Linked DNA regions of Sus scrofa: regions 1, 3, 4 and 5 are each linked to region 2. The links are chromatin contacts, called in public Hi-C and HiChIP or PLAC-seq maps. All regions are on one chromosome and are shown on one strand. Each heading gives the region's core, a stretch centred on a gene start, on an enhancer-like site or on the middle of the called end of the contact. The rest is flanking DNA. Distances are from core to core; before and after follow the strand shown.

Region 1 (2,700 bases), core at 74-2,573, 100 kb after region 2:
GCAGTGACAACACCGGATCCTTAAACTACTGGATGAAATTCTTAAATGCAAATGAAAACAAAATTTATAAAAGGAAAACTTGATAAACTGGACTATGGGGATAGAAAAAACATTAGTGTGGCCAGGGCTTAAGGGTGGGAGAAGGGTTAACTACAAAGGGTTAACACATGGAAATTTTTAGGGAATGAGAAACCATTCTGTTTGGTTTTTGCTTTGTTTTTTCCTTCTAGGGCCATCCATACCTATAGCATATGGAATTTCCTGGGCTAGGGTTCAAATCGGAGCTGTAGCTGCTGGCCTACACCAGAGCCATGATCCAAGCCACATCTGTGACCTATGCCACAGCTTGTGGTAATGCCAGATCCTTAACCCACTGAGCAGGGCCAGGGATCAAACTCACATCCTCATGAATACTAGTCAGGTTCTTAACCCACTGAGCCACAACAGGAACTCCCTATTCTGTTTTGTAATTATGGTGGTTACATGACTGTGCATTTATCTATATATATATATATATCATATATCATATATATATTCATGGAACTATACATCAAAAAGCTAATGACACTGATGTAAATTACAATTAAGTCGTATGTATGGATACATATACATCTATTATATATATAATATACACATATGAATTTTGAAAGAAGCTTTTCTCCTCTATTACCATCAAGTCACATCTAACAGATTCTGTATTTGTTCAATAATTTTTCTTGAGCCTAAGATTAGGACTGCCCTAATCCCTGTTAATTTTCCATTTTCTCTTACTGTACAGAACCTAGGACTTCATCATTGGGATTTTTTTATTTTTAGTAGGTTACTCTTTCTATCTCAGGAAGTTCCAACTTCTAATATCAGAGCAGTAAATAACACATTTTAGCAGAGACCCATTTATAGGGTTAACCAGCTGTCCTTGTGGATGACAATGAGCAGGTCTCTGAGGGGCAGGGACATAGGACAGATGTGTTTTGATGGGAGGAAAGGGAAAGAAAGGCCTACAGCACAGCACAGCCAGAGGGCACCGGAGGGGTGAGGGCAGTGATCAGAGAGCAGAGATGAGAGCGTGCCAAGAACACATTGTGATAACGTCACAGCTTTGCCTCCAGCGGGCTCTGGACTTAGGCCAGTCTCTTCGTGAGCTTTCATTTCCTCTCTTCTGAATCTGTGAGTCTCTACTCACATCTGTTCCACAGAGTAACAAGGACCCTCTTCCTCTACCTCTATTTATTCAACAAACACTTATAACTGACTCCAACAACACTCTCTTTGGTTTGTACTATATCTGCCTATCTCTTTTGATCCTTGGGAAGGAGAATTAGCCCTGATTTCCCAGGAAGGAAGCAGAATCTCAGAAATGTTAAGTGATTTACCTAGAGTCAACCTTTTTAAAATGTATTCTCTAATTTTATTTATTTTACTTTGTTATGATTTTATCCAGGGTGACATGGTTCTTGTTGTATAATATGAAGTATAAATCTAAATTACTTTTCTCCATATTGTGACTATCATACCCTCCCTGATAGTCACCCTTTTAATACCAAGGCCCAGGCTCTTTCTATTATCTATACTCTGCTGCCCCCTACTGTGCACATAGCATTAGGTACTAAATTGCAGAGACACAACACATGGTGGCTACAAGCTGAGTGTGTATTTGTTCATTTAACAAATATTTATTGAGATCCTATTATGTACCTGAAATAAAAGACGGGCTTGGTCCTAGTGCTTATGGAGTTTATGATGTAGAGGGGGAGAGAGAATTACATGAATAATTATATACTTACGATTTGGATGAGTATTACGAACTACAAGGGGCTAGATGGGGGTATAGAGTAGGGGTGTAGAGGTGTGCAGCCTAGTCTGAAGGCTTAAGGGAATCCTGCATGAAATGTAACCCATTGGAATTGAATATTTATTGTCTATGGAGGAGGATAAGGAGATATCAGGGATGTTGCCCAGGTTTCTGCCATGAACTGAGCAGATAGAATACTATGAGGATGCCTAGCGGTAGATGAAATTCTGAATGGAAAGAACATGAGCTTAGCTTTGGGTCATTTTTTTTAAGTTGGTAAATTCTGTGGGACCTTCAGGTATAGATGTGGAATAAACAACTGGATTTAGGAGGTGTGGAGCAAGGTCTTAGGTGAGAGATAGAAATTTGGGAGTTGCTGGGATGCAGATGGTATTTTAAATTGTGGTTAATAGATGAAATCTCTTAGGGAGAAAAGAACAGAAAGAGGAAGGGAAAGTGTGCCGAGTGGCTGGATTATGGGGCTGGAAAAAATCACTCAGTGCCTATTAGAATTCATTTTAAGTATTACTTTTGAAGAAAATAATGAAGAAAGGTTCATATGGTGACATAAATTGCTAAGAATAAAAATAACCAAAGGCAGCAAAAGAAAAAAAAAAAAGGAAAGAGAAGAGGGCTTATAACTGCCATGAGAACCTTCTGAATTTAGAATGTTAATTGGAAGAGATGGAACTAGAAAAGGAAACTTAGAATGAGGGACCAGAGAAGCAGGAAGGAAAATCAGATTGTGATGGTGCAAAAGCCAAGGGAAGAGTGTGTTTTAAGAGGGAGACGGTCACCTGTGGTGGAAGTTATGAAGAAAGCAAGTAAAAATAAATACATAAGATTTTAAAAAGAAATCAAGGAGTTCCTGTCGTGGTGCAGTGGAAACGAATCCAACTAGGAACCAT
Region 2 (2,700 bases), core at 142-2,641:
TTCAAAAATTTCTTTATGCAAAAGCTGTCCTTAAATTAAGCTAATGTTTTACAGGTGTGTTTCCAATGTTAAGTTCTGGGAATGTGAAGGGGGAGGGGAAAGGGCGAGCGGCCTAGGTCTTAATTCACCCTGCTTTACCCTAAAGCAGTGTTCTTCATTCACTCAAAAAAAAAAAGAAAAAGAAAGAAAGGAAGAAAGAAAGACAGACAGACTAATCATATATTGAGCACATATTATAAGCCAGATACCAAGTATAGCATTAATATTAACTGATTACCCTTCAGTTTCTTATTATGCACCAGAAATGTATTTAACCTTTTACACGATTGTCTTTTATCTTCACAACACCTTAACAGGTAGCTTACTAATTATCATCTCCATTTTACAAATAAGGAAACTGAGGCACAGAAAAGTAATTTGACCAAGCAAGAAAAAGCAGGATTCTGAATCCAGGCCTTACTCTACAGCCCTAGCTCTTAACCATGACGCTCTACACCGGCAAAACAGATACAGTCCCTGCACCCGCTGGAGCTCAGCTTAATGTGGAATACAGGCGAGAAAAAAAGTAGACAACAAAGAAATATGTAATTACAGACTGAGAAAGTAATGTGAACAAAACGAATTCAGGTCTGTAACTGAATAACAATGGGAACCTACTCTGGGGTGGGGGTGGGGGGTTATGTCAAGGAAAGGCCTCTCTGAATGACATTTTAGGAGAGAACCTTTTAGGAGCTGAGATCCTTTTAGGAGCTGCAGTGATGACCCACCGCCCAATTCATGGGGGAGAAACTCAAGGACCATAGAGGCTAAAGCAAACTCGCTCAGGGTCCTCCAGACGTGCAGACGTGGCGCAAGGAAGGGAGGATCCAGGAGCTGGGCCCCGGACTCGTACACGCCATCAATGCCTGATGCAGCTCAGCCTTGCTCAGCCCCTAACACAGGTCCTCTAGCCTGCCACTGCCCACTCACTGTCCTGCCGCGGCTGACAGCGTCCGGAGAGCCCACAGAAAGGCCCAACGGCCGGCCAAGAGGGGTCGGGCCCGTACTGCGGCGGCCTGGAAAGGCCTCTTCGCCGGCCCTCGGCCAGCTCCCGCCCGGTCCACCCCGCCCCGCCCCTCCGGGCCGACTTCCTACCTGCACCGCCCGGACCAGGCCCCGGCCGGTCAGCTGGCCCTGCCGCAGCTGCAACAGAATGTTACCAGGCCGCGGCCGGCCGCCCCATCCGCCCCAAGCCGCCACCGTTGCCGCCGCCCGTCGCGCCCGGCCGGCCCCAGATCCAGCAGCCGCCGGCGCCGCCGCCATGTCTCCTCGTCCGACAAACAGGAAGCAAGCGGCCCCGGGGCCGCGGAGATTTCTACGGGGCGGCGGAGGGGTCGCCGCAGCGCCCCCACTGGGCTGACGGCGGAGGCGCAAGCCGCGTGGCAGAGCCGTGAGCCCCGCGGGGGCTGCTGGGAACTGTAGTCTTGATCTGAGGCGGGCAGGTGCGAGAGAGCCTGGCGTCCCCTGCGCCACTTGTTTCTCTGGCCCAGCATTTTGGCGAGGTCCTCTGACGTCGAAGACAAGTCTCTGCGTGCGCACTCTCCCATTTCTTGCCTATTTGGGGAGGTTATAGCCAACTAGCTAGAAGATCCTGGGTTCCAGACCAGGAATCTGGCCGCCTGATGTGATTCCTGCTTGCCTCTTTCTCTACCCTTGACTCGCCACGGACCTGAGCCTCAGTTTCTTGTTAGTTCATTCAGTCGATAGTTCCTGGGAGTCTGTTCAGCCAGTAAATAGTTCCTTGGGGCCCGCTCTATCAGTACCGAACAGTCCTTGGGAAAACAGTGCTGAGCAGAACAAAGTCCCTGTTTTCAAATGCAAGTTACAGGGGAGGTCAGCAAATCCATATGCAAATACACAGTAACAAACTGGGTAAGATGTGTAACTAGATTGTCGTGAAGTTAAATGAAATAATGGAAGGGGAAAGGATTGGTAAATTGTGACATCATATTCTCTGTCAGAGGAAACGTCGTAATTTCTCCACACAGGACGGTATGTTCTCTCTACTCCGAACCAACGTAATCATTTTTTTTGGCAAATTTCTGTGGCAGGATCTCGTCCTCTCCTCTCCTTTTTTCTTCCTGGGAGGGGATCATGTAAAATAAATGAAAGAGGAATGCTGGGTGTGATGCAATAAGGAATGGTGGAGATTGTGCCGCATAGTTTATTGCTCAAATCAGAACATATTTAAGAATGAAAGGATGCTGCTAACAATTACAACAGGACAGCAGGCATATATAGGGATTGTTCCTGGCACACTGGGATTGTGGTCACCATCCTCAGGCCCATCAAAAGGAGTGATCTCTACCCTCTCCTGCAGATTGTTGCTGAATCGTCTAGTTTTTCCAGAACAGCCAAAAAGCTGGGTTTTGATGTGAAATTACCCAGTTCTGAAAACTCCATAGGCCAAGTAAAACCCTATTTGTGACCCCAAGACAGGGAGACCAGGGACCAGATCCAGATATACTTGGAACTTTAGCATGTGGTAAGGGAGACATTTCAAATCAATGGGGAAAGAAAAAAAAATTTAGGTCTTAAACTTTACAGCAAAAGCTAAAATGAATCTCAGACATATTAAGTTACATATAACAAAATCAAAATATAGTTCTAAAGCTGGTTTGTGGTAATGGTGATACATCCCTTATTTGACTAAAAATCATT
Region 3 (2,700 bases), core at 159-2,658, 120 kb after region 2:
TTCCATAACACTTTGTTCCCATCTCTGTCATAATTTATAATATGTAACCAAAATGACTTGCTTATGTCTGGCTGCCTCCTAGACTGTTAGCTGTTCAATGGGTGTATGCAGTCTTCAGTCTCTGTGAGCTCCCTGACACCTCCAACCCCTCTCCCTCTGCTTGAAATGCTCCTCCTCCTTCCCATATATTCCACAACCCTGATTCCTCAATCTTTTTGACCACTCTTTAGATTAAATATATATGTCTCAGCAGAGGGCCTTTAAGCTCTTGCTCTTTTCAAATCCAATTTTTCAGTTTCAAGCTATCATATTGACCTGGATATCTCCAAAATATCTATTCTCCACCCTCTTCTGAACTCATTGCTATACCCATCTCGGGGAATTTGTGGTCACTTCGGTCTCAGGGGGTGTGAAGTCAAACTCCTTTTCGAGTCCCTCAAGCCAGTTCCTCCTTATGACAACTCCATTTTTGTGAAGAAACCACCACCCATCTTTCTAGACGTGTCATTACTCCAAACTCCTTTCCCTCTTCTTTTTTGCCTGATGTCTCTTAAATCAGTCCCTTCCCTAACCCCCGATAACCATCCTAGAAAAAAAAAAAAAAGGGTTCTGAAGTCAGATCGCTTCAGCTCGGCCATTTATAAGTCATGCCAATTTGGCAAAGTTTTTCAGAGATTTCATTTCCTCATCGTAAATTGGGGATGATAATAGCATCTTTCATAGGGTTTATTTATGAGGATTAAGTGAGATATAATACAGTAAAGGGCTTAGCCCAGTGCTTTTTACATAGTGGACATTTAACAAAGGCTAATTATTTTCATCATTATTTCTCTGTACCTAGATTGCTGCAGTAATCTCCCAAATAATCTCTCTGCCTCCTCTGGTCATTATTTTGTACACTGGGAGGGGAACAAATATGGACCATCTATTAAATGTCAAGTAAGTCATCCTTACAGCAACCTTATGTAGTGATAGCAGGATCTTTTTTTTTTTATAAAAATGGGACAGAGCCAAGATTTGAACATAGGTGTGACTCTAAAGCCTGTTCCCTTTCCATACCTCCAAATTGCCGGGTAATCATAAAACACCAATTTCCACCCACTATCCTGCTCAAAAGAAGAAAAAAGAAAGAAAAAAAAAAGGCCACTTTCAAACACTACCACTTTTATGTCCCTTCAGAATATAATACAAATTCACTTTCCTAGGATTTACAGTCCTGTACTCCTTCCCTATGTCCCAGAACTTTTCTATAGGAACCTTGTGCTTCAGAGAAAGGGATCTTGCCCCAGACACCTGTTGTACACCCTCACCTTCCTGTATCATGCCCTTTCCATCCCTCTTCCATTGTTTCAGTCTAGGCTTTCCTTTAAGACCTAGCTAGAGTTGTCCCACGCCCCAAACCTCGATAATGCTTGTCCTGACCGTCTCAGGCCTCTATCAAGTCTCCTCTGACCCCAGAGCACCTGCCCCTATGCTTTTTGACACTCCGTGTTTGCCGGCCTGTGACTCTTTGCACTTACGTTTTCTCACCAAGCTGTAAACCTCTCCACGTCAGGGCATCAGTCTTTTGTTTGTTTGTTTGTTTGTTGTTTTTTTGGAGAGGGGATTGTTTGTTTTTCTTTGTATCTCAAGTAGCCCAGTGTCCTACATATATAAAGTGTTCAATAAGTATGGGTTGTTTTGGATGAAAGATGATTTTCCCAACTGGTTGATCTCTCTCTCTCTGGGGCTGAGAAAACGAGCTTCACCTTAATTTCACCTAATGCGTCCAGGGCAATCCCCCTGAAACTCTCCAGGGGATTATTCTTTAGTTTCTCAACCCCCTGCTCTCCCTTCTCCGTGGCTACCCTCTCAGCCCCTCTCCTCCAGGCTGTTTCTTTAGCTCATTCCCTCCAGCCTTGCCATTACCCCATGGCAGCTCTTCACACCCCGCCCCCATCTCCTGCTATGTGCCCCCTCACCCCCTCTCCCCCAGGACTATGCCCTTGGCCTCGGACCTCCAACCCGGGATATCCTCCCCTCACAGCCGAGACGTGATTCTATTTCCAAGACTATTTATTTAGCCTCTTCCCCCTCTCTCAGGGCTGCCCCTCGGGCCCCCTTCCTCCAGTTCCACCCCTTTGGACCCTGCCTCCAAAAGCAGTTCTTCTGGCCTCTGCGACCCCCGCCGCAGCGCCGCTCCTCGGCCTGTGTCCCAGGGCTGCCTGACAGCCGCCAGCCCGGCGGGTCTGGCCTGGGTGCTGCCCCCGCGCCCCTGGCCGCCCCCAGCCGGGGCGGGGCGCGCGGAGGCGGGGGCGCGCTGGCGGCCGAGGCGGCAGCGGCGGCGAAGACAGGCGGGCCGGGCGCGTGTCCGCGGCGCGGTGACTCGGCGGCTCCGCAGCCGCTGCAGCGGGAGGACCCGGCCGGAGCCGCCGCCGCCGCCGCCATCGCAGCCGGGCGGCCGGGCCCCGCCGCCGGGATGCCGAAGAGCCGGGGCGGCTGCGCCGCGCCGGGGCAGCAGCCAGCGGGCCTGGCCCCGCGCTGGAGCCGCTGGCGGGCCCCGGGGCGGCTGCTGCTGCTGCTGCCCGCGCTCTGCTGCCTCCCGGGCGCCGCGCGAGCGGCGGCGGCGGCGGCGGCGGGGGCCGGGAACCGGGCGGCGCGGGCGGCCGAGACGGAGGCGCCCTTCGTTGGGCAGGTGGGGCTGGCGCGCGGGGCCAGGGC
Region 4 (2,700 bases), core at 188-2,687, 68 kb before region 2:
CATTAACAAGGTCAGGTAACATGGCTGAGCTGTCAATTTCTGCCCTGGGCACCAATGCTCTGTCTAGAAATGCTGCCCACAGATCATAAGCTCTGGAATCAGACTAGTTTCCCAACATGTTAAACAGGGATAAATGGAACCCAACTCTTTGCTTTGCTGTGCTAGAGACAGAGCCATTATGAGAGGCGGTCACCCAGGAAGCGTGTGCTCCTGGCTCCTCCTGTTCTGACCTGTGAGGAGGGGCCCACCTGATTTCGCTGACGTCCCATCAGCAGCACGCAGAGGACATAGAGCACTTCCAGTTTGTACATGATCTCATGCATGATCTTCATTGACTGAGGCAGCTGGGTCCTAGTTGAAGTGTGAGGCAGGCCATTCTCCTCAGAAGCCCCTGGAGGAGGGAAGACAATGGAGGCTGAGACAGCCACCAGGAGAGAGGGTCAGTCACTGCTTGTGAGGATACGTGCTTCTGCCCCTCAAGCACGCTCTGAACAAACTTAAGTAACAGCCATTAGAGTGGGCCTTGAGCCCGTGACAGTAACTTTGTTTTTTGGGTTTTTGTTTTTTTTTTTTTTTTTTTTTTTGTCTTTTCTAGGGCCGCACCCGCAGCATATGGAAGTTCCCAGACCAGGGGTTTAAGCGGAGCTGTAGCCGCCGGCCTATGCCAGAGTCACAGCAACTCGGGATCCGAGCCGCGTCTGAGATCTATACCACAGCTCACGCAACGCCAGATCCTTAACCCACTGAGCAAGGTCAGGGGTCGAACCCGCAACCTCATGGTTCCTAGTCAGATTCATTAACCACTGAGCCATGACGGGAACTCCAGTGACAGAAACTTTGAAAGCCGCAAAACTCCCTTTAGGCCCTGAGGGGTCAGAGAAGCTGAGAAATTTAGGAACATGGACTCTCTAATTCTATCCTATCAACTTCAACACTCAGTAAAAATACTCTGACACAGCCAATGCAGCAATGAGATCCAGCCCTTCCCTGCCTTACTCCCTTCTGCCACCATAAGACCCATCCACCCCCACCCCCAGAAAGTACCCAGTCAGATGTCTAGCTGCATATTGTGTCAAATTCTCTTCAGCCCACAAATGACTCTGAGTACCTGGTCCTTCTACCTAGATTCCACAAGGGGGCAGTGCTGAAGGACTAAAAGGGATCCTTTCTGAAGTTTTTTCCTCCTGTTTTTCAAACAACAACCATCTAAAGTTTCCTAAGGTTCAACTCCCTAAGGCAGACCAGGCATCACAATTGCTAGCAGTGGGACAGATGAACATACTAACCTCTAGAAGCTTTTCCTTTTACCCAATTCCATGATTAGTAACAACAGCAAAAGCTACATAATACTTAAGGGACACTTACTATGTGTCTGGCATTGTGTTTGGGGCTCTAGGTAAACCATCGCATTTACTCTACTACCCAGGGAACAAAAAAAGCGTCAGTGGGTCACAGAGGCCACAGTGAAGTGTACTCTCCGGAATGTGGCAGAGCAAAGGGATGAGGACTAAGGGCTGTGGAACGACAACCTGCTGGCTGGGTGACACTGGGCAAGTCACCTCCTCATCAGGCGTTTGAGTGCCATGTAAAACGGGAAGGACGGCAGTGCTGCACTGGTTGGCTAGGGTCCCTGTGAGGAGTGAATGAGGACACAAGAAAGCCCAGCACCAGATTCCTGGGAAGCAGGTCCCTATCATTTTTAAGGGTCAGGGTCAGGAGACCTTAGGATTTACTTCCCCTCAGTTTCCCTCACTTTTAAGGTGAAAGGATGAATCAGTAACTACTAATCAGTAACCACTAAGGTCCTTTCAAGCTCCTACTGGGACTGCTGCCCCAGAAGCCTTGTGCAAAGGCCTGAAAATCTATGTGGTACAGAGCAATGCTTTTGAATACATTCAGGTGAGGTGCATGCAGAGTCAGGACTGCTGCATGGTGATATCGTGACGTAAGAGCCTAACTTAACTCCACTCTACAGACCTGAAACTATTTTTTCCAGCCATGTGACCTCACTAATACAAAAGCTGAAAGAAGACCAGCTGCTGAACAAAGCATGACAGAGGAAGTGCAGCACAGGCCTAAGCACCCTGAAGCCTGGCTGCTGGGTATGAACCCCAGCTCTGTTCACTAGCTGGGTGGCTCTGGGGAAACTTGTTGACCTATCTATGCTTCAGTATCCATCCTCATCTGTTAAACGGGGATAATGGCAACAGAACCTATCATTTAATCTTTGCAACATTATCTCTTAGCAATGTTGCAAAGATTAAATGATTTACATATGTTGAAAGCGGTTAAAAAGCGGTTAAAAAATGCTGGACACATGTATGCAACACATAAGTCTGTGTTAAAAAGAAGTAAAAAACTAACTCTGAGTTTTTCTGCTAATGCTTGCTTGCTATTTGTTTTCTTTCTTCTAATCTGCAAGCTCTTAATGGCAACTATAGTGGCAGTGGGTAAAGACTAAGAAAAATTTCCTAGAGAAAATCTAATTGTGAAAATTCTATCTATTCACATAAAGTTTCTTCCATGTTGGGAGAAAAACCATAGTTACTCGATCTATGTGTTGGGACTCCCTGGCCCAGCTCCCAGAACTGTTTAAGAGTCAACTGATTTAAAGAGAATCTGAAAAGCTATCATGCAAAATCCTGCCTCTGCTGCACACTTGCTGTGTAGCCTCCAGTGCCTCAGCATCCTCATCCCCTA
Region 5 (2,700 bases), core at 135-2,634, 130 kb before region 2:
AAGACTAGAAACTGTGACTCTGACATTGGAGCAATGGAACCCTCCACTGGCCCCCATCTCTTCACAACTCTGGGATTCTGACATCTCTGCCTGCTGTTGGGCTTTTGTTTAGTTGGTAAACACTGACTGGCATCTAATGTCAGGACTCAGGACATAGAGAAAGCTAAGACAAAAAAAAATCACTATGAAAAGTGCTAATCGGGTCCTTTGTTTTTCTCATTCTACAGTTTCAACCCTTCTTGTGGCTTTATTTCTGTTGTGCTGATGACACTCAAATCTGTACCTTCACTGTACTGTCACTTTTCCTGACCTTCAAAGGAGAACATCCAACTGCTTACTGAGTCTCCAAAGAACCAGAATAGACTGTGTAGTTGTCTCCCCACAAATCTGCTCCTACTCTTGATCAACCCCCCAGCCAGGCACCCAAGCCCTGTATACACTTCTCTCCTACACTCTATTCTCCCCCCAGATCCTGTGGATTCTATCTAAATATATGTACTCTGAATTCCTTGATTTCTCTCTACCTCCACTGTTAAGATCCTAGTTCTGGCTACCACCATCTTTTCCTTGGGCACTAAACAGATTCAGAGTGAGGTATCTTCAGTGACTAGAAAAACACCAGCTTCTCTCCTGCTCCCAGGCATTAGCACTTGCTTTTATCTCTCTTTGGGACAATCCCCACCACTCCTGACCAGCGTTCACGGCTGTTTCACAAGCTGTCCCTAGTCTCTGCCCAGGGCTTCTTTCTACAACCCATTAATTTCCCTGTACCACAGGGAATAGCATGTGTGTTTTGATCACATCTCTAGCTCCAGAGCCTACTACTGTATTCAGTGAATGTTAAATGAAAGAACGATGATGACTGACAGGCTAGGGCCAGATCACCAAAAGTCTTAAAACGCCCACAAGAAAACCTGGTCGGACTTTAAATCCGGGCAAGGCCAACGCCTGCGTGAGGCCCGGGGCAACACCACGGTCTCCTGCCCAGGCCTGTCCCACCTCTACGGGCCCGCTCGCTCCCATCCTGGACAAAGTCTGGCTCTAATCGCTCCCAGTTCTATTGTGGTTTAAAAAACAAAAAACCCAAACTCCGGTTCTAGTCTCACGGGCACCGATCCCCCGCCACCTGCCCGACCTGAAGTCAGGAGATCTAGGGAATTTGGAATCCAGAAGCACCAGCCCCACCCCCTAACTGGACACCAGGTTCCAGGTCCCCGCCGTGCGTAGGAGATGCAACATCTCCTGGCCTCCGGGGTTCCTATCGCGAGCCAGACCCCTCCCTCATGGCCTTCCTCCCGAAGAAACGTGACCCTTGCCGGCCGCCGTTGCCGCGCCCCAACCTACTCGTTCGTCGTCCCGCCGCGCACCGTACTCAGACCCGTAGCGCCCTAACCCGAGCTTCAGGAGGCGGGGCCTCGATACGACCCAACGCGCTTGCGCAGGCCGCCCCGCCGGATCCCCTAGAGCAGAGCGGGGGAGGAGACCCGTTCCTCCGGAGCTGGACGGTGGCTGGGAAGGGGCAGTCCGTGTGAGGGCAGCCTTGGCCTACGGGGTGCGTCGGCTGGACCCAGGCGGACAGGACCTTGGGAGGGAGGGGAGGAGCCCTGTAGGTTCCGCGGAGAGCTACGAGTTTGCTTAGCTCGCAGGACGTCAGAGCTGGTGACGTCCGATGCAAGGTGGGGAAACCGATACCCAGAATGGAACAGTCACTCCCTGGGAGACACACAGTTGGTGGTGGACAGTGTGGTAATAAAAGGCCCTGAGACGGGGTGGGCTGCCAGTGTTGAAACCCAGGCTTTAGCTTTGTACCCAGCTGGGTCCCAGAGAAGAACACCAGATTTCTGCAACCCTGGGGCAGCTGCAGGAAAAGCCTTCAAGGTGAAAGGAAAATATTTTCATTTTTCCAGCAGTTTTTAGAAATGTTTCAGGGTGATCCATTGCTTCTCAAAATGTCCACTATCACTTGCATCAGGATGTGGGGCAGTTTTTGTTTGCTTTTTTAAATGCAGATTTTTGATCCCTACCCTCCACCTTACCCCTTGGCAGCTCCCCAGCTGCTCTGTGATAGGATTCTCTCAGTCTGAAGCACCTGATAGGAATTTTAGTTAAACTGAATTTATCAGTTCAGGCTCTGGGGAATTAACTATGAATAAGACAGAGGCCCTGCTTTCACATCTGATTCAAAAAGTAGACAGGTAAGGGAGTTCCTGTTGTGGCTCATCTGGTTAAGACCCTGACATAGTGTCTGTGAAGATTTTGGTTTGATCCCAGCCATAGCTTGGTGGGTTAAGGATCCAGTATTGCTGCAAGCTGCTGCATAGGTAGGTAGGTAGGCCGGCAGCTGCAGCCCCTATTCAACTCCTAGCCTGGGAGCTTCCATATGCTGCAGGTGTGGTCCTTAAAAAAAAAAAAAAAAAAAAAAAAAAAGGTAAATGGTGTTTGGGGGGAAATGGAGAAGGCTTTTAGGGTTTGGAAGGATGGATAGCGATGTGTAAGCAGTGAAGGAAATGAGGGTGAAGGTGAGAGGCAGGAATGGGAACTGGGTACCAAGTAGCAGTAGCAGAAACAGCAAAGGCAAATAATTCTGAATGTGGCTAGTCTTGTTTTAGAGACAGTGAAGAGTTTGGCGTAGGTGCTGGGGAGAGCCCGGAAGTTGGAGCAGACTTTTAGGAGCTCAGTCTTGAGGAGCCGTTGATGCTA

Evidence for each region. Hi-C and Micro-C count contacts between places; a contact is called where the count stands out from the background. HiChIP or PLAC-seq counts read pairs in DNA pulled down with a chosen protein or histone mark.
Region 1: a contact with region 2 is called in a Hi-C map of liver, with 5 times the contacts expected there. The contact joins the enhancer-like site here to the promoter of TRPC4AP in region 2. A contact is called at or near these places in 3 of 5 promoter capture datasets (fetal liver and liver), 27 of 47 Hi-C or Micro-C datasets (adipose tissue, alveolar macrophages, blood and 12 more) and 2 of 2 datasets of contacts at active chromatin or transcription factors (alveolar macrophages and skeletal muscle).
Region 3: a contact with region 2 is called in an H3K27ac HiChIP or PLAC-seq map of alveolar macrophages. The contact joins the promoter of MMP24 here to the promoter of TRPC4AP in region 2. A contact is called at or near these places in 1 of 5 promoter capture datasets (fetal skeletal muscle), 13 of 47 Hi-C or Micro-C datasets (alveolar macrophages, blood, embryonic fibroblasts and 5 more) and 1 of 2 datasets of contacts at active chromatin or transcription factors (alveolar macrophages).
Region 4: a Hi-C map of skeletal muscle shows a contact between it and region 2, with 4 times the contacts expected there. The contact joins the enhancer-like site here to the promoter of TRPC4AP in region 2. A contact is called at or near these places in 8 of 47 Hi-C or Micro-C datasets (brain, fetal heart ventricle, heart right ventricle and 2 more) and 2 of 2 datasets of contacts at active chromatin or transcription factors (alveolar macrophages and skeletal muscle).
Region 5: a Hi-C map of skeletal muscle shows a contact between it and region 2, with 4 times the contacts expected there. The contact joins the promoter of GSS here to the promoter of TRPC4AP in region 2. A contact is called at or near these places in 1 of 5 promoter capture datasets (liver), 4 of 47 Hi-C or Micro-C datasets (heart right ventricle, liver and skeletal muscle) and 2 of 2 datasets of contacts at active chromatin or transcription factors (alveolar macrophages and skeletal muscle).

The regions. Positions count from the first base shown.
Region 1 is chr17:38,568,053-38,570,752 of Sscrofa11.1, forward strand. No RefSeq gene overlaps it. Among named protein-coding and RNA genes, the nearest start is that of MMP24, 18 kb to the right of the region's middle. Within about 2 kb of position 1,324, at least 32 of the 83 cell types and tissues checked have an H3K27ac peak or open chromatin away from gene starts, as enhancers often do. A contact at or near this core is called in adipose tissue, brain, liver and 5 more, where this site is marked.
Region 2 is chr17:38,466,899-38,469,598 of Sscrofa11.1, forward strand. It overlaps TRPC4AP (short transient receptor potential channel 4-associated protein), which reads right to left and starts at 1,392. Exons shown (of 19, transcript XM_003359957.4): 1 at 1,135-1,392. The coding sequence starts at 1,302.
Region 3 is chr17:38,585,822-38,588,521 of Sscrofa11.1, forward strand. It overlaps MMP24 (matrix metalloproteinase-24), which reads left to right and starts at 1,409. Exons shown (of 10, transcript XM_021077693.1): 1 at 1,409-1,441; 2 at 1,976-2,674. The coding sequence starts at 1,409.
Region 4 is chr17:38,398,869-38,401,568 of Sscrofa11.1, forward strand. TRPC4AP (short transient receptor potential channel 4-associated protein) reads right to left here. Exons shown (of 19, transcript XM_003359957.4): 9 at 249-415. Among named protein-coding and RNA genes, the nearest start is that of MIR499, 26 kb to the left of the region's middle. Within about 2 kb of position 1,438, at least 6 of the 83 cell types and tissues checked have an H3K27ac peak or open chromatin away from gene starts, as enhancers often do. A contact at or near this core is called in skeletal muscle, where this site is marked.
Region 5 is chr17:38,340,869-38,343,568 of Sscrofa11.1, forward strand. It overlaps GSS (glutathione synthetase), which reads right to left and starts at 1,385. Exons shown (of 13, transcript NM_001244625.1): 1 at 1,345-1,385. LOC106506661 (a long non-coding RNA gene) reads left to right here and starts at 1,452. Exons shown (of 3, transcript XR_001302099.2): 1 at 1,452-1,676.